Linked DNA regions of Mus musculus: all the other regions are linked to region 2. The links are chromatin contacts, called in public HiChIP or PLAC-seq and promoter capture Hi-C maps. All regions are on one chromosome and are shown on one strand. Each heading gives the region's core, a stretch centred on a gene start, on an enhancer-like site or on the middle of the called end of the contact. The rest is flanking DNA. Distances are from core to core; before and after follow the strand shown.

Region 1 (2,872 bases), core at 237-2,736, 1.2 Mb before region 2:
TCATGTGCATACAGACTCTGTGCTCTCTCCCTTTCCCTGGCCTCCGAGACCTCTAACTCTGCTGTCGTCCCTTAGCTCTTGTAGTCTACACATTTACTGAGTCTATACATTTATGTTCTGTATGATCTGTGAGTTAATATTAGTAATTAGAACTTCAATAAAAGAACCTCCTTGGCAGAGTGGGAGCATCTGGAAGTTGCTGCCTCTGAAATGACAATGCCCTGGCAGTTGTCATCAATACATTCTGACTCTGAAGACGTGAATGTGCTCATCTGTCTCTGACACAGTGCACTCACAAGGCGAACAGACTCCTGCCTTTCTTCTCTACCTAGCTGTTCACAGCTCTTCATTTCCTCTACTGGGGAGATAATTTGCTAAGGACTCCTGTCGCACTGACATTTCCAGGTCCCCTCCCTGGAAAAGACTGGAATCTGTGAAAATCTGAGTTTCACACGGACATTTGATCCCGGGAATCGATTCGGCTGGGAAGAGGGGCGTGTGTGCTGCTGTAAGACATGGTGAGTGACTACACAGCAGTCTGCACGGTCTCACTCTTACCTCCGTCACTGTTCCCCTCCTCTGTAATAATGTCCAGCAGTCGCTCAAAAGCATTTTCAAAAGCAACAATTTTCTGGATTGCTCCATTGCTCCTTGTTAATGCCTGCAGTAGTAAGACGCCCTTATAGAAAAGAAAGGTGGCATTCAGTTGAGTATGAAATTTATTGGACTCCCAAAAATTACTTTAAAATCATAGAATCCTACAGTAAACAGGGCTTTACAAATCCACCTGCTTTGCTCTCTATATACAGAAGGACATAGACGGCAGAGACGGTTCAGCTCCCCTGACGGTCATAGGTCACATAGGAACAGGACCTTGGCAAGAGTTACATCTAACAAGTTTCTTCTTAGCTACATACAGTAAGAACACAATTCTCACTCTTATCTGTCACCATGTAATTTCCACAAGCCGAGAAGGATTATAAAGTTCTCATATTTACTCTTCTCAAAATGATGATATAAATCATGAAATACCACCACCACATTTTAACAGAATTTCTACAGAGTTCAGGATACCTTGAAAATCAGGCTCCCAAATTCCTACAATTTGATTTTAAATCAGCAAAAACAAGAAATGGAAATTCACACCCTGTAAGAAAGTTTGCAGAAGGTTCGTGTAGCATGGTTTTTCTCCCACAGTCTTTTCCGGCCTGTGGCTGGCAAAAATGGCTCCCACAAAGAAGGGTGGCAAGAAGACTGGATGTCCTGCCACCAAAAAGGTGTGATCCAGGAGTGCACCACTGACATTCCCAGGCAGTCACAGAGTAGGCCTCAAGAAGCATGCCACAGGCACCCGAAATCTGGATGTGTCATGGAGGAGATGGGGCTCCAGGTGTGTGTAGGGAGCCTCCAGATGCACATGGGGACTGTGCACAGATAACAACTAAGCTGTCTGGGCCAAAGGAATAAGAAATATCCCATAGTGTGTCATGATAACCTATGACCCTGTTTACACATTTCAAAATCTAGTCAGTGTGGATGAAACCTAAGCTCTGAATGTCAGATAAACCTACAGAACAGATAAACAAACAAACAAACAAACAAAGGTTAACTAAGTCTGTGCCCTGGCTTTCAGTTTTTTTCAGTGTATTGAGCTGTTTATATAGCTTTGGCACTTATCACTTAAAAAGCTTACATTACTCCTTATTACTCGTCTCTCTGTGTATAGTGTTTTGCCTGTGTGTATGCCTGTACACCACTTGCAAGCCTAGTGCCTGTGGAGGCCATGAGAGGGCACAGGATCCCTGGAACTGGGGTTACAGACAGCTGAGAGCTAACACGCGGGTGCTGGGGATGAATCCAGCTCCTCTGGGAGAGCAGCCATGCTCTGCCCTGCTCAGCCACCGCTCCAGCCCTACTCCTCACTTCCTACTTCAGCATCTATCACTCAGCCAGTCCTTCTGAGCCGCTCAGTGACCACAGATAAAAGAGACAATAAATACATGAAGGGGAAAAGCACAGCCGCCGCTTTCAGAGGCTTGCCACACAGGGATGGGAGTGCCACGGTGGCAGGTGGCAGCTAAGCGTCTGTACAAGGTTAAGAAGGCTGTCAACTCGCTGGCCTCATCTCACCCCTTCCCCGGATTTTCAAATTTTAATACTAACATGAAAGAAAGGTAAAATAAAATTTAAATGTCAAATCTGCCAACATAATGGTGCCAACTTGAATTTTAACTGCCTAAAAGGAAAAAGAAAGGTTTACACAAGTCATACAAACTCTGAGTCTCATAAAGTGGACAGAAGCTAAATGCCCTACTTACTAGTTGTATGACTTTAAGCAAAGTGCACAAATTCCATGTCTCAGAATACTTATCTGCAAAGTAGAATAACAGTATCTCGGATCCCTCTGCCACACTATTCCCATGGAACACTCTATACACACTAGACTGGCCTCAAACTCCCGCAGATCCCCTGCTTCTGTCCCCAGAGTGCTGGGGGCTAAAGGCATGTTCTACCACACCTAGATGTCATGCCATTTAGAAGGCGGGAAAACAGCACCTACAGGGTTTACCTGTTTTCAATATCAACATTTATTAGTAGTTTATTTTCCTCTTACTTTGCTGATAGGTTAGCTGAAACTAAAAAAAAAAAAAAACCTATAAAACATATAAAACTAAGATATCAGAGGTTACAACAAAAATAAAACTTAAGCTCCATTAATAAAATTAATAAAAGAAAACATGGACAATCATTTCATCTGCTTCAAATAAAAACCGAGGCAAAAAGTTAGAAGAAAGAGCCAAGAGCTAAAGAAAATAGACTGAACACATGGTGGGGTGGGACAGCAGGGGGTGCTGGGTGGGACAGATCAAAG
Region 2 (2,750 bases), core at 39-2,538:
TTTGTGGGTGTGGAGCATGTGGCTACAACCAAATACTGAGGTTGTAACTGTTGTTTCAGTAGGAATTAGGCAAGGAGCAAATGGGGAGATGGAGACATCGAACTGATGAAGGGACATTAATCAACTTATACACTAACAAAAAAATTACCATTATTCTAGAGGGAAGCACTAAAAACTTGAAATTCCAAGGATAATGATTTAAATAGGATACTCTTGGTAGACAACCCCTTCAAGTCTGGATTGCAAACAGAACCCTTACAAATCTGTTCTTCCAAGGGAGGAGAGCACTCTGGCTAAACAGCAAATCCCAACGCTGCTACTACAGGCCAACAGTGTACAGCAATAGAATTCCGAAGCTGTATCATTTACCACACATCCTCTTCTATAGACCTAGTCACTACAAACCATCTCCGAAGTTAAGACTACAGAAAGAACTTTAAATTTCAGTGACTCAAAACTAAGATCCAAATACGTATGATGGGGAGTTAATTTAAATCACACAGCACCTATGGGCACAGCCTCACTGTACTTTTCCTTGAGGACACAAAGTGACTATAAACCGTCAAGCGAGAGTCTCCAGCCACCTAAGAAGCACTGGAAGTTTACAAATGAGTTTTTCTGAACTCGAAGGCCCTGGGCAAGACACTATGCATTGCTGTTGTTCCATAGGTTGGATTCCCCAGCAGACAAGGGACGCTGCGGCAGCGTGGCCTGTTCCTGGGCACCACGGTGTCTTTTCATTGTCCCGGGCAGCAACCAAATCCGAAGGCTGCCAAGCGCCCTACAAGCGGAGAGGCCAGCCTGGACTGCATGCAGTTTAAGGAAACTGTAAGACATTCCGAGGTGGGAAAGATTACAGCAAGCCGGTGACAAAGGACTAAAGAAACAGAAACGCTGGACTACAGGTCTGCACAGCGCCTACTCCTCCTCGCACAAGAACAGTCTGAACAAAGCCGCGGCCCATTGCCTGAGCGCCTCGCACCGCGGCCACCCCGGGCCTCCGCAGGCCCCGCCGCCGCCCAGCGCGCGGCCCCTGCCCGCAGCTCCTACCTCCGGCCGCTGCTCCCGAAGCCGCGCCACGCGCGCTCGGCGACGCCCGGGGCTCGCACAGGCCCTCGGCCCAGACGGCCCCGGAGCAGCGAGAAGCCGCGGGCCCGCGTCGCCATGCCTCGCCGTCCGCCTCCGGGGGTCCCGCGGTCAGCTCAGCGACACGCCCGGGGCCCTCAGCAGGGTTCCGGGGCGCGGGGCGGGGCCGAGCCCCGAGAAGGCAGAGGCGGCACCGCTGGTGGCCGCGGGGTGGCGGGCGACTTGGCTCCAACCCGTGCACGCTGTCGCCACGGGAGCACAGGGAAGTCCTCGGCCGTTCTTGCAGGCAGCAAGGCCCCCTTGTGCCCCAGGCCCAGCTCTAGTCCCTGGTCTCGTTTCCATGGTTACAGGGAGGGCAGCTTGGAGCAGTAAAGTTGTTGCAGGTCTTTGCTTTTCACTCCCTGTGCGACCTTAAGATGCATTGAAAAAGAAACTCAAGGAGAGGAAGAAACAAAGATGTCCTTGGGATTTCTATCAGTCTTCAGCATCCTTGACACTTCCAGAAGATCCTAGAGTTTGTGGAACCTTAAAGCAGAGGGAGTTTGCAATGAGAAAGCAAAAATCATCTGCAAAGCTAACAGGAAATATTCCTCCCAAGGTCAAGCTGTGGCAGTGATGCGAGGGGCAAGAGCTGTTTAGACTACTGTCTGACTGAGGAAACTAGTTATGGAAAGTCCCAGATGTTAGAGAGCTTGTTCTGTGAAAAAACCATCAAGAACAGTGGTGCAATGTCTGTCTGGTAGAAGGCATTTAATCACAGAAAGAAAACATAGAAGAAAATCTTGGCATCGAGACTTTTTATGTAACACTTTATCATAGTGTATAAAAAAAATTTAAATTTCTGCTGTGGGGGAAAAATAAACCTGTTAAGAGAATGAAAAGGCAAGGAAAAAGTTTCGTTGAGGGGTGGGTGTTTGTAAAATACTTGTTGTGAACTTGTACCCCAAATATACAAGTGTAGTCTCCCCTCCCCCAGCCTGAAACCTGCTTGCTCAGGGGTGGAGCTTCCTGCTCATTCGTTCTGCCACGCCCACTGCTGGAACCTGAGGAGCCACACACGTGCACCTTTCTACTGGACCCGAGATTATTCGGCGGGAATCGGGTCCCCTCCCCCTTCCTTCATAACTAGTGTCGCAACAATAAAATTTGAGCCTTGATCAGAGTAACTGTCTTGGCTACATTCTTTTCTCTCGCCACCTAGCCCCTCTTCTCTTCCAGGTTTCCAAAATGCCTTTTCAGGCTAGAACCCAGGTTGTGGTCTGCTGGCCGGACACAACAATTGGTGAACCAACTCGGGACTGAGAAACGGCAAAGGATTTTTGGAAGAGACGCTGCTGGTTCGGAGCTCCATAAAATAAAGGATAAGGGAAATTCATACCGGAGAAGGTATGGGCTAAGCTGAGACAGCGTTAAACCCGAGCGCTGGTTCACTTAGGTTCAGCAGTGAGGAGCTGGGTAATAGGCGGTAGGCCGTAGCTCTCCGAAGCTACATGAGGTGTGAGAAAAGAAAGGGTTTATTAAAAGGAATAGGCAGATTGCCCCAGTTAATAAAAAATGCATCATAAGGGAGGAAAATGTCCCAAAAAGCAGAGAGAAATATCTCTCTGGGCCTTATAGCAGGAGTACTCTGTTCCCTTTTGTGTCTTGTCTAATGTCCGGTGCAC
Region 3 (2,700 bases), core at 138-2,637, 1.4 Mb before region 2:
ATAATTTTTTTCTAGGAAGGTAGAGAAATATTCAGCTCAAATTCTCTGTAGCTCAAACTCAGTCAATTTAGGGTTATGGTTAAAAACAAAACAAAACAAAACAAAACAACAACAACAAAACCACCCACAGCTTAACAGAGCAAACCACACAGTAGATTTAACACAGCCAATAAGAGTCTCTTAAGGGCAGGAACAAGCTGGAGACAGCTGACACCAGACAGTGTAAACAGGTACAGTAGATCTAACTCTCAATACCCGTTTATCAGGAGCTGAGGTCATGGCTCAATGCAGCAGATATTTGCCTGGCAGAGATGAGGTCTGGAGTCCACATCCCAGAACCCACATAAAAGCCAGGCCGATGTGACAGAGCTCCCATAGTCCCAGTGCCAGGGCATCCTTAAGGATATCCTCAGGGCAAGCTGGGTAACTAGACCAGCCGGAATTGGCATGCTCTGGGTTCAGCAAGAAAACCCACCTAAACCAATAAAATGGAGGAATTCAGGAAGACGATCGGCATCAACTTCAGCCCTCTGCATGCATATATATGTGTACGCAATGACATGTGAACATGCGAACACACAAAATAAACAGCTTTTTAAATCTCCGATCTCTGGGAGCTGAAAGCTGTCTCTCTCCCTCTCCCTTTCAGACACTAAAGTGAGTCCCTTTAGCACCAGACGTTCAGCACAGCCTGTGTGTGTGAGCTGAGCCGCAGCTGTGACTCTGTCCCTGCTGGCAAGGCAGGGAACCATGACTCATAATGGTTCTCTCAAGCATGGGGTGGTCAGTCAGACAGTGGGGACTACTGCAACGGCCCCTCCTTCCTGTGCGCATGCCCAATGCTGTAATGTCTGGGACAGCACACATCAAACACGAAGTGGTGCTTATAAAATGTGACCCCCTGACAGATCTATTTCAGATACCAGACAGCATAAGCGGAATGCGGGTTTTGAAAACATTTTCTATGTCAAATTATAGGAAGATTAAGCTTAAGTTCAGAAACAACTTTTTTTTTCTTCTTCTTCAAAAATCACCCTCATTTTGGGGTTCTTTTAGGCAACAAAAAAAATGCACATTTTTTTTCTGTGTTTTCGTGGACTTTTGTGTTTTTATGATTTCTTTCTAGTTTCTATTTGTTTCCTTCATTGTGGTCTTACTCAGGGTCTGACAGACACTCTGAACACAGTGTATAGGGTTTTCCTGACTACTGGGTCAGTATTGTAATGTCAGGAAATCACAGTGGTAATGTCTTAACAATAACAAAATTCACTACGCTCTCTAAGATGACTGTGTTGTTATAGAAAAGAACAGCAGGTGTTGTACTGCCATAAGGTTACAGGATCTGCATTTGGCTATCGCTCTCTTCAGTCCCGGCACGTTATTCTGGACTTCTGGCAATCTTTTCCATAGGAGTGAGTCATCCGTCTTCTATAACCTCAAACAGGATCCTGTTACATCACGCTGATTTCTAATAAAAGGAGATGTTAGAGTTTCCATTTCTGGTCCACGTTTCGCAACTGAACTGAAGGAAAGACCTTGGCACTGACATTTGGTGGGGGGGGGGGGGTCCCTGTGCATTTCTGAAACTTACTGAATGGAGAGTTAACGGTATACTTAGGTGACGTGCATTCATCTCTTTAGATCCGGAAACTATGCAGGGAATTTTGGGACTCAATCATAGAGCCTACAGATACATTAGGCAAGCGTTCTACCTCTGAGCTGCACCCTCAGCCCTGGTGTTTTAAAGTCAACAAGTCATCTCGAAGCATTGCTAAAGCTCACATGGACCACACTGTGTGGCTAAGTTTTTATTGTCAACTTGACACTGCCTAATGCGACCTGGTAAGAGGGAAACCCTAACTGAAGAACTGCATCCATCAGACTGCCTTGTGGTCAGGTCTGTCTTGATTCCTGGCTCATGTGAGGAGGGCCCACCCCACTGTGGGCAGAACTATTCCTCAGAAGTCTTGGGATGTGTGTTGAAGTGAGCGAGAAGCAAGGCAGTGGGGAGGAGAAACAGTATTCTTCCACAGTCCTGCTTCAGGGCCTGCTTGAGCTCCTGCCCTGGCTTCCCTCAATGTCAGACTGTGACCTATAAGCGGAAATAAGCCCTTTTCCTCCCAGGTTCTTCCAGTCATAGTGTTTTATTACAGGAACAGAAAGCTCAGTAGACCACACAGATAATACTTTAAAAAAAAAAAAAAAAGACAGAAATTAGACTCATTTCCTGGGATATTCCTTTAAATTCAATGGGAAACTTTTAAGTAGGTGGCCAATATAGTCCAACTTGAGAAATAACAACAAAAGAGGCCGATAGCACTGGGAGGACAGAACGTGGCGTTTAGGAGGCTGGAGGGATGGCTCAGTGGTTAAGAGAACAAACTGCTCTTCTAGAGGACCCGAGTTCAGTTCTCAGCACTCATAGTGGGGGCTCGGGACCACCTGGAACGTCAGCTCTGTGAAGCAAAATCATGGTTCCTGCTGTTGTCCTTCACCCTGAGCTACTTTAGAGTGAGCATCGCGGCAGCCAGGACACACGAAACATGCAATGCGTGCACTCACTAGGTCCTCCCGTCCAGTATGGCAGTTAATAAGCACCTATGAGCACCAAGTCTTTGGCATGCGATTGGTCCAATTTGAACACTTAATCAAAAAATAAATAAAATCTCACTTTATTTATTGTTCATTAGGCAATAGATT
Region 4 (2,700 bases), core at 65-2,564, 1.4 Mb before region 2:
CTTTAATCCCGGCAGTAGGGAGGCAGAGGCAGGCAGATTTCTGAGTTCAAAGTCAGCCTGGTCTACAGAGTGAGTTCCAGGACAGCCAGGGCTACATAGAGAAACCCTGTCTCGAAAAAAACAAAACAAAACAAAAACAAAACAAAACAAAAACCTAGTTACCATCCAACAGCTGTTTTCCCCTCTGTGGTTAGAATTAAGAGAGTTGCCTGGGTGCGGTGGTGGCACACACCTTTAAGACCCAACACTCCTGAGGCAGAGTCAGATGGATCTCTGAGTTCAAGGCCAGCCTGGTCTACAGAGTGAGTTCCAGGACCGCCAAGGCTACACAGAGAAACCTGTCTCAAAAAACAAAACCAAACAAACAAACCAACACCAACAAAAAAACAATCTAACCTCCACCCCTGCTCTTTGCCATTCTCTAAAACATATTCTCTAAGCATACTCCTCATGGATTTTTTTCTTCTACCTTTAGTACAGCCTAAAAGAAAATGATTCTCATTTCTGACAAGGTTTTTGTTTTAGTGATGTGTGTGCAACTCTGTGTGGGTATGTGTGCTGTGAGCACAGGCACCTGCTGAGGGCACACATTTCTCAGGAGCTGGAGTTAACTATAGATGGTTGAGAGCCACCGTGTGTTGCAAACTGAGCCTGAGTCCCTACAGCAGTACCAGATCTTAGCTGCTAAACCATCTCCAGCCCCTAATCCTCATTTTATAATACAGGATCTCATGTATCTCAGGTTTCTCTCAAATTCCTATGTAACTGAGGATGACCTTGGAGTCTCAACCCTCCCGCCGCCTCTTCTCTGAGTATGCGGGTTGCAGGCATGAGCCAACACACGCAGTTTATGGAGAGCTGGAGAAGAAACCTAGGGTCTCCTATGAGATAGGACACCTGAACCAGTCCCCAGGCCCCTGCTTAATTTCTGTCGTTTTTCTTGAGACAGAGTAAGCCTCGGGCTTGCCCCAAACAAATATAATGCTCCTGCCTCAGCTTCCTGAGTACAGGGATTACAGTTGTATGCTGTCATACCTGAGTCCCATATTAATCCTCATTTATTTGGGCCACCATAAGAATGCTGAGCTAGATGGGGAGAACTGGGAGGAATTGGCGGAGGAAAAAGAACATGATCAAATATATTGTATAAAAATTGTTTTCAGTGGAAAAGAATGTTGAGATAAGGAAACCTGCTCCAGAGTTTGGTGACAACCAGTAGCGGTTGTCCACCGGCAGGGACCGATAGCGTGCAGACGCCTACAAAGAGTTGCAGCAGGGTGGTGAAGTTTGATCCTCTGAGCGTTCCGTAGCTCGGTCGGGCAAGCGGCGTGTCCCACGTGCCGTTTCCGGTTACACTGGGACCCACGAGTCTAAGCTGCCGCGGGGCCCGGGCTGCGACTGACAGAGGCGGACGTTTTCCAAGCACTGCTCGCCAGGGAGCCCACCCACAGCCACCATGTCCGGCAGGAACAACAACAAGCTGCCCAGCAACCTGCCGCAGTTACAGAACCTGATCAAGCGGGACCCGCCGGCCTACGTGGAGGAGGTGGGACCGGGATCCGGCTCCCCGGGATGCTCCGGTGTGCTTCCGGGGGCCTGGGGAGGAAACGGACGGGGGATGGAGATACGGGGGACGGGACATGCAGACCCCACCAACACTGAAACACACCCTAAAACCTGCTGCCTCCGGGTTTATCCGCCCGCCTCGCCGACGTGGGCCGGTAACGTCCGTTGGCCGCCTCAGAGCAAAAACTCGAGTTAGCCCCTAGCATACGATGAGTCGTGTGTTAAACATGCTTTCCACAGACGGCCTCTCCCGAGTGCCCCAAGCTCTGCCAAGAAGAGCAAGGAGTTCTCAGATGGCAGGGCCACCCCACAGTCAAGAGTGTAGAAGATGTAGTTAAGCCACAGTTCAAACTCCCTGGGAGTCACCCTGAGCTAGATTTGAAAAAAATGCTTTGAGGGAAATGTGCGGTCTAAAACTCTGTTAGGTCCAGTTTGTGAGGGGCATGGCATACTCCAAGTGTGTGAATTCATAAGAACCACGAAATGAAGGCCGTGACTTTGTACTCTTAACCTGGTAGATAGATTAAGACGCGCCTTTGCCTTTATTATTTGTCTTCTTACACACCGCCCTTCCCAATCCTCCCTGTCTCCCCCCCCCCCTTACTGGTCCCCTTCTCTCCTCAGACAGCCCCCACTTCACTTCTGTATACACATCACATTTATTTCAGTTCCCTGCATCCCTTTAAGGTCTCTTCTTCCAGAGCTGGGGAGTTGACTCAATGGTTAAGAGCACTGGCTGTTCTTCCAGAGGACCTGGGTTCAAGGCCCAGCACTTACATGATAGCTCATAACCATCTGTTGCTCTAGTGTTAGGGGATGCGACACCCGACTTCTGGCCTCTGGATACTAGGCATATGTATACACGCACATACAAGTAGGCAAGCTCTCAATACACATTAAACATAAGCTCTTACTGGGTTCCCCTTTCTAACTTGTGTCACAAACTAAATTGAAATCTGACTTTTGCTTCTGAGAGGAAACAGGCTACCTCTCTGAGTCTGGTTTAATTTCTTAACATCTTTCCTCCTGTTGTCATGGTTTCAGCTCTTGATTGGAAAAAACTAAATGCATGTACCACATTTTCACTACACATTCTGTTGATGGACTTAAAGGCTGGCTCTGCTTCTTGCTGCC
Region 5 (2,790 bases), core at 69-2,568, 1.5 Mb before region 2:
TCTAGATTTATTGAGAGACCTTGTATTAGAAATTAAGAGTAAATTAGGAAGACACCCATGTCAATCTCTGGCCTTCAGGCACGTGTGCACATATGTGTGTATACACTCTTCCCACACATGCATGTGCTCTCTCTCTCTCTCTCACACACACACAAAATGGGGCAAAGAGGTTCCTGAGAAAACTAAAATTAGATCTACCACATGACCCAGCTATGTCTATAAGGACTCCAAGTTAGTCTATCACATAGATGTATATCAATCTCTACTGAAGCATTAGTCACAATTGTTAACAAACCTAGTTGCCTAACAACAGAGGGATGGATCAGAAACAGAGGATGGTATATACTCAAAAGAGTTTTCAGCCCTAAGAAGGAAGTTATGTTGTCATTTGCACAAAACTGAATATCACTGGAGATAAACATTATTAAGTGAATTAAGCCAGTCACAGAAGGAAAAAAATTCATTTATGATTCCTAGGTTTAATTAAACACATAAATCATATGACATGGAAAATGAAGTAAAATTACTAGGGAACTAATGGGAGAGACAGGGAGAAGACAGAAAATTTAGGAGTAGGAATATATATTCAAAATACAACATAAACTTGTATCAAGATGTCCTAATGTAACACAGTGCCATGTACAATAAATATTTTTAAAAGGAGAAAAGAATCGGGGCTAAGTAGAGAAAAACCAGCGAAGTGACTTTGGGGATGCTGCTTTGCAACTCTAATCCTCAGTCCTCCTGTCTCGTCTGTGCCAATTAGTCAACGACAGAAATCTTCTCTGTGTAGTTGAGGATTAAATGTTCCCCAGAAGTGCGATGCAGGGCACAGATTTTACCAGTTAGTGGGCCCATTTGCTTCATCGAGGTCAGCCCTTCTTCTTGGTCAATGACAATAGTAGTAAACTGTCTGAAACGCAGCTGGGGGTTTAAAAAAATATGCAAAAACAATTACTAGCGTGCATTCCACATAGCTAACACACGTGTTACCACCATCGCCATCATCTTTCCATCACTCTCGAATGCCTCTTTCTCAACTGCTTTATCTACTCAAACCTCCTTTCCTCCGGGAAGGACCGCTCCTCAGAGGTAAGGGCAGTACTTTCACGCGGTCCCTGCACACTGTCACTTCTCTAAAGTGGCTTCAGAGAGCCACCATACAACACCCCATGTCCAACTTCTCATCACTTCCCCTTTGTGGTGACGCCCCACACCACGTGAAAGCCACAAACACACCCCCGGAAGTGATCGGTGGTAGGCGTTCCCGTTCGATCATCCCACCCACTCCATCCTTGCTTGGTTCCTGCCTGCTCCGCTTAGACCGGGAAGGAGGCGGAACTAATGGTACGGACCGCCTGACGGTTCCCAGCCGGACAGAAGAGCGGAGGGCACTGGGCGTCGCGCCGCGCGAGCCCGGGGCCATCTAAGTGCTGCTCCCGCGACATGGCTTTCAATTTTGGGGCTCCTTCGGGCACTTCGGGCACCTCTACAGCCACCGCGGCACCGGCGGGTGAGTCAGCCCTGGGCCTACCTTCTTCCTCCAAGGAACCAAAGCCTCGGGCCCGCCCCCTCGATCCGATCGGTCCGGCTGGGGGGTCCCGGGGTTGCCCTGGCACTCGGGACACCTTGGAGTCATTTGGAGAGGGCGGTGGCGGTGGTGGCGGCGGCGGTGGCGGTGGGAGGGCCGCGGGCTGCTCAGGCTCAGCCTGGGGCTCGCACAGCACGCTCAACCCGCGTGGCTCGGCCGCCGCGGTGCTTCCCGCCATTGGGGTGTCCGCCCAGGAGAGGCCGGAGGCTACGCCCCTCTCATTTCCCGGGACCCCGCGTCCCCTCGTCCGTCTCAGCCTCAAGGTCCAGACGGGTAAAGTTGGAGCCAGGCTGCCCGCAGCTCCCTCTGTCCCCTCCCCAGCCCGGGGGGGGGGGATGCTCGGCCCCCGCCCGTGCTGCCCTTCGCTCCTTCTGTCTGTCCGCACCTTGGCTTTCTTCCCCTGATCCGGTGCAGGTCAGGTTTGTTCACGCTGTGAAACCTCTTGCTGATTCTTGTAATTCTTACCTTTCTTTCTTCTCCTTTTCTCTTTCCCTCCTCTCACCTTTTCAAATTTTTGTTTCTCTTGCCTCCACGACTATCAGGATTTGGTGGGCTTGAGACTGCCAACTCCACCGCCGGTGGGTTTAATTTTGGGGGTTTCGGATTAACCGCTAACCCTGCAGTGAACTTTAATATTGGGAATTTCGGTGTTTCTACTACCTCGGCGACTCCGTTCAATTTTGGTAACAGTCTGGCGAGTGCAGGTAGATACTGGGGTCATGTGTGTAACGAGTATGGGGGCTGGAGTCCAAGAATGTTCCGATGTCCCTAGAGTTTGGGGGAAGAAATGGCACTTGTCTAATAAAGAAAGGGGTTTATTTCCTAAGATCAAATCAAATATATTTAAAGTTTTGGCTGCTTTAAAAGATGTGGGTTTTGGAAAGCCTTAAAGAATTAGAATGCACCTTGGTTGGATTTTCATTTAATGATACAGAGCACAGCTTCCAAATGATAAGTTGGGAACCGAATATTTTTTAAAACATTAGCTTTAGCAGAAGGTAAGCGTTTCCCTGGGATTCTTGGACTCCTGCAGTCATTTTTCATTTTTTAATACATATTTCATTGGGATTTCATCTTATTGTCCTTGTGTTTCCAAGAGAAACAAGTCTTATACGAACAGCAGCGACCTGTCTTGTTTTTCAAACTGTAACGATGTTTTTCTAGCATTAACTCAATATATTAGGATGTATTTCTATATA
Region 6 (2,700 bases), core at 78-2,577, 1.7 Mb before region 2:
ACACTTATGTTTTGATAGAAATGAAAAGGTTTAAAGGAAACTAATTGGAACTTGTTTTCAGTCTAGTCACAGAGGCTAGCCATTTATCGTCCTGCTTAGTGATTATAATTTCCTGTTTATGTACTTGACGCTATAGTCCTAGTTGTTTCCAAGGCAGTAAGCGGTATGACAAAAGTCTTCAATGGTACTTCATAAAAGGTTACAATTTGTAACTGCATTACATAAAAGTGTTTGATATTTATAGTCAATTTATACACTGTATATGTGTTGTACTACTTAACCTTGATAGTTAACAGAATCCAACATCACAAAGCAAAAGTTGATCTATACACTTCTGTAAGAGCATAGTCTAAGAGGCAGAAGGATTCCAAGTTTGTGGCCACCCTAGGCTACGTAGGGAGTCTCTGTCTTCAAAACAATAACAAACGCTACAGGTTGTATCTCTCATCTTCCGCCTCTTTGGAACTCTTTCTTTGGGATGCTAATTTGAACAGCACGCTGGAGTCTGAGTGTATAGTCGTTATAACGACAGAGTAACCGAAGCACAGAAGAGGAAACAGCTCTCCGAAGGCAGAAAGGTCAGTTATCCGAAGAACTCTGAACCTGAAAAAACAGTCCGGACGGAAGTGCAACTTAAAAGCACAGGCTAAGCACAGGCGAGCTGCAAAATGCAAGTTATTCTGTTAGCTTGAACAGGCAGGGGTGGGGTGGGTTAGGGGGAGTAGACTGCACATGTGAATAAGGATGTCAGCCTGCCCCTCTCTCTGAGCGCTGGTAACAGAGAGGATCTGTGCCATTTGGTAGCTGGGAGGATCTTTGTGGGGTCTTTGTGAGGACGACAGGAGAGTGAGGCTAGATAAGGAGCCGGGTTGCAGGGCAGTAGTAAGCGAAGAAATGTGGCTTGTTGGGCCTCCCTGGTTGCCTTGGCGACGGGGTAGGGGAGCGGGGAGCACGTAGCAGTCCGGGGGCGTGGTCTTACAGGCTGCCTGCCCCGCCCCCTCACGGGCAGCGCTCTCTCAGGCCCCGCCCCTCTTCTTCTGCCTCAGCCTCCCCTCTCCCCTCTCCCCTCTCCGGTCCAGCCCTCCTCCTCACGCCCCGCCTTTTCTCGTACCTCAGCCTTCCGGCTTCTCTCACGCCCCGCCCTCCTTACGCCCCGCCCTTCCCTCACACCCCGCCCCCTTTCTCCCTAAGTTCCTCGCCGCCAACCGTCAGACCGGGCTTGCGCTCCGCAGAAGCAGGGAGCTCGAGGCCTCGAGGTGGCCGGTCGGGTGCCGTGGTAAGGTAGCTGCGCGGGGTCGCGGTCTCGGGTGCAGTGAGAGCCGACAGGGTCTCGCAGGTGCGGCCGCGGCCCCCGCGGACATGCGGCCGGTCTCTTAGGGCTAGGTGTTGTTAGCAGGTATGCGGACGGAGTGCGCCTCGGGGTACAGGGAAGGGTCGTTCTCCTTGAGGACCTGGATCGACTCCTGTTCCTTCTGGAACTTTCCATGGCCTTATGGTCACACGTGGAAGCAGCCCAATCACTTTGTACAGCTGTTTTCCACTTTGTACACTGTCCCTGTTCTCCAGGGGCAGTGGCGGGAAACCTGGGTCTTCGTGACTGCAGAGTCACTTGCAGAATTCTTTGAGTCCAACAGGACTGCTCCCTGCTCACTTTTGTTCCGGCCTGGCTCCTGGGAATCTCTGGAAGAGATGGGAAACTGTGGGGACAGACAGTGGAGTCTCGGGCTGTCACCAGTATTTCGTCCCACATGAGACTGTGTGACTGTAGCCTCTTGATAATCCACTTCAGGTCCTAGACTTTCCACCTCAGCAACAGCCTCCTTTCCCACAACACTTGCAGAAGTCCCCAATTGAGCGGTCCTAGGCATTGCTCCTGTTAAATGTCAGGTTGGCTTTAAGGTCACGGGAATGCAGAAAACAAGTAAGTGGTGTGGGCTGTTCCTCGGTGTGTTTTGGCTGATAACTACATAAGAAAAAAAGGTCCAGAGTGTTGAATCTTCCCAGAGGGTGAGTTAGACAGGGCTGCTAATGTGTGTATACCTATGGTCTATGGGAGTGGGAAAGTTGAGGCAGAGATCTGAAATGCCAACCTCTGTGCCACGTTTTTCATTTTTTTAAAGATGTATTTTTATTTTATGTTAATTTAGTATTTTGCCTGCCTGTGTGTAAGGGCACCATGTGGGTGCCTGATGCCTGTGGTGGCTAGAAGGGGTTGTGGGATTCCCTGGAACTGGACTTACAGAAGGTTTTGAGCAGCCATGCAGGTGCTGGGACCTGGACACTGGCAGCAAGTGCTCTAAGGCCTAGCCATCATTCCAGTCCCATATTTTAAATTTTAATACAGTTATCTATTCATTTTAGTTGAGTGTGAACTACATTTAGAGGCTGTTTACCCTCTAAATGTAGTTGTTAAAGATTTATTTGATGTATCTACAAGGCCTTTGCTTGCTGTTTTAGTTTCGGGGGTGACTCTGTTCTTCTGTATTAGAGTGATCCACTTTAAAACTCTAGAATCTAAAGCTGGTGTGGTGGTGCACACCTTGAATTCTAGCACTCAGGAGGCAGAGGCAGGCAGATCTCTGTGAGGTCTCCATAGAGAGCTCCAGGCCAGCCAGGGCTATGTAGAGAGACCCTGACTTAAAATACAAAAACAAACAAACCTATAGCATCCATTTAAAAGGGCCTTTTTCGAAACCACCT
Region 7 (2,700 bases), core at 82-2,581, 1.3 Mb before region 2:
GTTGCTTTTGTTTTATAAGTGAAAGCATGAGAGGCTGGCTTTCTGGCTCACGCCTGTAATCCCAGTACCCAGGGCTCAAGCGGGAGGAGCAGGAGGGTGGGGTCAGTCTGGGCTATGTTCTGCCTACAGAGAGGAAGTTCAGTATAAGAAGAGAACCAAAAAGTGGAACTGAAGCACTCACCATGACCCCTCCCTCAAGTGCTGCTAATCTCAGATGTGTGTGTGTGTGTGTGTGTGTGTGTGTGTGTGTGTGTGTGTGCGCGCGCGCACGCTCCTGTGTGTGTCTTCAGCACAGTATTATTTAGTATCTTAAAATTTGGCATAGAGTATCAGTTTGTGCTTTTGCTGACTGTAACTCAGCATTAGCATGTTTGTGTGTGTGTTGTGTGGCGGTGCACGTGTGTGTGTGTGCACATGGAGGCTAGAGGCTGACATGGGGGTCTTTGTTACTTTCCACTGCAGGCAGGGATTTTTTCCTGAGGCAGCGTTGCTCTCTCACTGAACATGCTGCTCACTTGACTTGGGTGAGCTGAATGTGCAGTTTAGCTCCATCCCAGCAAGAGGCCACTGGGGTGGACTAGCCCTGGGGTCCTTCGGCCTGCTCACTAGCTCCATCCTCATGGCTTGTTCGGCTTGCTTTCTTATAGAACCCAGGATCATCAGGCCAGGGATGGCGCCACCCACAAAGGGATGGGCCCACTCCCATCGATCGCTTATTGAGAAAATGTCTTACAGCTGGATCTCATGGAAGCATTGTCCTCAACCGAGGCGCCTCTCTGACGGCTCTAGCTTGTGTTGACACAGAACCATCCAGTACACCGGCGCTGGTTGAAACAGAGTCTGAACTTTAGGTGTTTAAGTACAGCGCAATTTTAGGGAAAAGACGTTTCCTGGTAACAATTATCTCAATCTCATGTGCACAGTAAAGCTTACGGCATCTTAAGGACCTTGGGCAGGATCGGGTGTGGTCTTGGGCATACATATTTCATAGAGTCATCAAACTACAAAGTGCATGTGACATCTTCCGTAAGGATAGGTTCTATTGACTGAGAAACAATGCTTACGAGTCTGGGAAGTCTAGGATAGAAGTATAGTCTAGGGGGTTCGGGTGAGGTCTGGCCCTACGTATAGCACAAATCACCAGGTTATTAAGTACAACCACTCCCGGCCTTTTACACAGAGATGTGATACTGCCTCTAGCTGTGAGTGAGAAGCAGGCTTAATCCCGCTGGGGCAGGAGGCGGTGTCAGTGCTTGGGTTCCTGACCGGGTGGAGCGCAGGCCCCGCCTTCAGTGCCAGCACCGCCCCAGGCCTCCCACTCCGCCTCCCCAGGACAGCAAAGATTCATTGGTCCGGTGGTGGCCTCAGAAGCCGGAGCTATGGGGACCCTAGCCACCAGGGCCGCGTGCCATGGGGCACACCTGGCCCTGGCTCTGTTGCTGCTACTGTCGCTGTCCGGTCCCTGGCTGTCGGCTGTCGTCCCCGGGACTCCGCCTCTCTTCAACGTCAGTCTGGACGCGGCCCCGGAGCAGCGCTGGCTGCCGATGCTGCGGCACTACGACCCAGACTTCTTGCGCACCGCGGTGGCGCAGGTCATTGGGTGAGCGCGGGACTGGTCTGGTGAACTTGTAGTCAGGCTCTGCTCTTCCCTCGTTGCTGCACCTCTACCCTCTCACCGCTGCACCGCTGCCCTCCCCACTGCTCTGCGCAGCGCCCAGCGGGTGGCTGACCCAGCAAGGCCAGTTCGGCTCTCAAATTCGGAGCCTCCTGCGGCGCGCGCGTTTACCACACATTTTCCGGGTCAGGGTAACGCGCAAGGTGTCACCCAGTATGCTAAGCTGCAGCGTAGGGCATGCAGCCCAGGAAACTCCGCATCGTGGACCAGCCTGGCTGGCCTTACATGGAGGTTGGCACTGGAGGTAGTGGTGATTGCACTACCATTGGGTGTATCTCAGCCCTTATACTTTTCATTTCGAAAGTCTCGCTGGGAGTTTGACTATACATATATGAGTATATGGACAACATAAATTGGATTTGGTGGTTTGTTTTTGTTGTTGTTTTGTTTGTTTGTTTGTTTGAGGGGTAAGGCAAAGGTGGGAGGGTGGACTCGAGAGGAACGTGTGATCGGGTTGCATTGTATGAAATTCCCAAATAATGAATATAAATGTTATGATGTGAGAAAAAAAGAAAGAGATTCTCGCTGTGAAACATAAACTGCCCTTACAATCCTCCTGCCTCAGCCTCCTGAGTAGCTGGGATTACAGCCCTGCACTATCATGCCCACTTTATTCCCGCTGGTTTGAACGCTGGGAATGGAGCAGCTCTGAAAGTAATCTAGATTCCCAACATTCCTCCCGCCTCGTCCACGCATACGTGCACTGTCCATGCTCTGAGACGAGAAACAAACTTCGTACTTTTTCATTTCTAGCGACAGGGTTCCCCAGTGGGTACTCGGGATGGTCGGAGAAATTGTGTCGAAGGTGGAGAGCTTCCTGCCTCAGCCCTTCACCGACGAGATCCGCAGCATCTGTGACTCGCTCAACCTCAGCCTGGCTGACGGTATCTTGGTCAACCTGGCCTACGAGGCTTCCGCGTAAGTGCCCCGTGCTAGGTGGATTAAAGTCAACTAATTGCCACCTACTGGGGACTCCTGTCACCCATAATGAATGGAGGAGATATGTTCGCTTGGTGAAGATGAGA

Evidence for each region. Promoter capture Hi-C pulls out the DNA fragments that hold promoters and counts their contacts. HiChIP or PLAC-seq counts read pairs in DNA pulled down with a chosen protein or histone mark.
Region 1: a promoter capture Hi-C map of liver shows a contact between it and region 2, with 3 times the contacts expected there. The contact joins the enhancer-like site here to the promoter of Mthfd2l in region 2. A contact is called at or near these places in 4 of 39 promoter capture datasets (the 3T3-L1 cell line, embryonic stem cells, hippocampal neurons and 1 more), 1 of 115 datasets of contacts at active chromatin or transcription factors (astrocytes) and 1 of 9 other capture datasets (adipose tissue).
Region 3: a contact with region 2 is called in a FOXA1 HiChIP or PLAC-seq map of pancreatic cancer cells. The contact joins the enhancer-like site here to the promoter of Mthfd2l in region 2. A contact is called at or near these places in 3 of 39 promoter capture datasets (the C10 cell line, cranial neural crest and pre-B cells) and 2 of 115 datasets of contacts at active chromatin or transcription factors (astrocytes and pancreatic cancer cells).
Region 4: a contact with region 2 is called in a promoter capture Hi-C map of 3T3-L1-derived adipocytes, with 4 times the contacts expected there. The contact joins the promoter of Sdad1 here to the promoter of Mthfd2l in region 2. A contact is called at or near these places in 7 of 39 promoter capture datasets (the 3T3-L1 cell line, 3T3-L1-derived adipocytes, cranial neural crest and 2 more) and 1 of 115 datasets of contacts at active chromatin or transcription factors (astrocytes).
Region 5: a contact with region 2 is called in a promoter capture Hi-C map of the HPC-7 cell line. The contact joins the promoter of Nup54 here to the promoter of Mthfd2l in region 2. A contact is called at or near these places in 4 of 39 promoter capture datasets (the HPC-7 cell line, cranial neural crest, embryonic stem cells and 1 more).
Region 6: a contact with region 2 is called in a promoter capture Hi-C map of pre-B cells. The contact joins the promoter of Ccdc158 here to the promoter of Mthfd2l in region 2. A contact is called at or near these places in 2 of 39 promoter capture datasets (hippocampal neurons and pre-B cells).
Region 7: a contact with region 2 is called in a promoter capture Hi-C map of pre-B cells, with 3 times the contacts expected there. The contact joins the promoter of Naaa here to the promoter of Mthfd2l in region 2. A contact is called at or near these places in 8 of 39 promoter capture datasets (the 3T3-L1 cell line, the C10 cell line, cranial neural crest and 4 more) and 2 of 115 datasets of contacts at active chromatin or transcription factors (astrocytes and pancreatic cancer cells).

Annotation. Positions count from the first base shown.
Region 1 is chr5:92,168,480-92,171,351 of GRCm38.p6, reverse strand. It overlaps Uso1 (USO1 vesicle docking factor), which reads right to left. Exons shown (of 24, transcript NM_019490.1): 8 at 559-679. Among named protein-coding and RNA genes, the nearest start is that of Gm25290, 23 kb to the left of the region's middle. Within about 2 kb of position 1,486, at least 5 of the 459 cell types and tissues checked have an H3K27ac peak or open chromatin away from gene starts, as enhancers often do. A contact at or near this core is called in liver, where this site is marked.
Region 2 is chr5:90,929,734-90,932,483 of GRCm38.p6, reverse strand. It overlaps Mthfd2l (methylenetetrahydrofolate dehydrogenase (NADP+ dependent) 2-like), which reads right to left and starts at 1,288. Exons shown (of 8, transcript NM_026788.1): 1 at 1,051-1,288. The coding sequence starts at 1,166.
Region 3 is chr5:92,367,333-92,370,032 of GRCm38.p6, reverse strand. It overlaps a transcript of Art3 not described here. Among named protein-coding and RNA genes, the nearest start is that of Art3, 18 kb to the left of the region's middle. Within about 2 kb of position 1,387, at least 64 of the 459 cell types and tissues checked have an H3K27ac peak or open chromatin away from gene starts, as enhancers often do. A contact at or near this core is called in pancreatic cancer cells, where this site is marked.
Region 4 is chr5:92,308,638-92,311,337 of GRCm38.p6, reverse strand. Sdad1 (SDA1 domain containing 1) reads left to right here and starts at 1,314. Exons shown (of 22, transcript NM_172713.2): 1 at 1,314-1,546. The coding sequence starts at 1,457.
Region 5 is chr5:92,433,727-92,436,516 of GRCm38.p6, reverse strand. It overlaps Nup54 (nucleoporin 54), which reads left to right and starts at 1,318. Exons shown (of 13, transcript NM_001359995.1): 1 at 1,318-1,513; 2 at 2,134-2,295. The coding sequence starts at 1,447. Gm42114 (a long non-coding RNA gene) reads right to left here and starts at 1,906. Exons shown (of 2, transcript XR_880431.3): 1 at 1,535-1,906; 2 at 448-924.
Region 6 is chr5:92,673,754-92,676,453 of GRCm38.p6, reverse strand. It overlaps Ccdc158 (coiled-coil domain containing 158), which reads left to right and starts at 1,327. Exons shown (of 25, transcript NM_001360018.1): 1 at 1,327-1,396.
Region 7 is chr5:92,276,812-92,279,511 of GRCm38.p6, reverse strand. It overlaps Naaa (N-acylethanolamine acid amidase), which reads left to right and starts at 1,331. Exons shown (of 11, transcript NM_025972.4): 1 at 1,331-1,600; 2 at 2,429-2,593. The coding sequence starts at 1,380.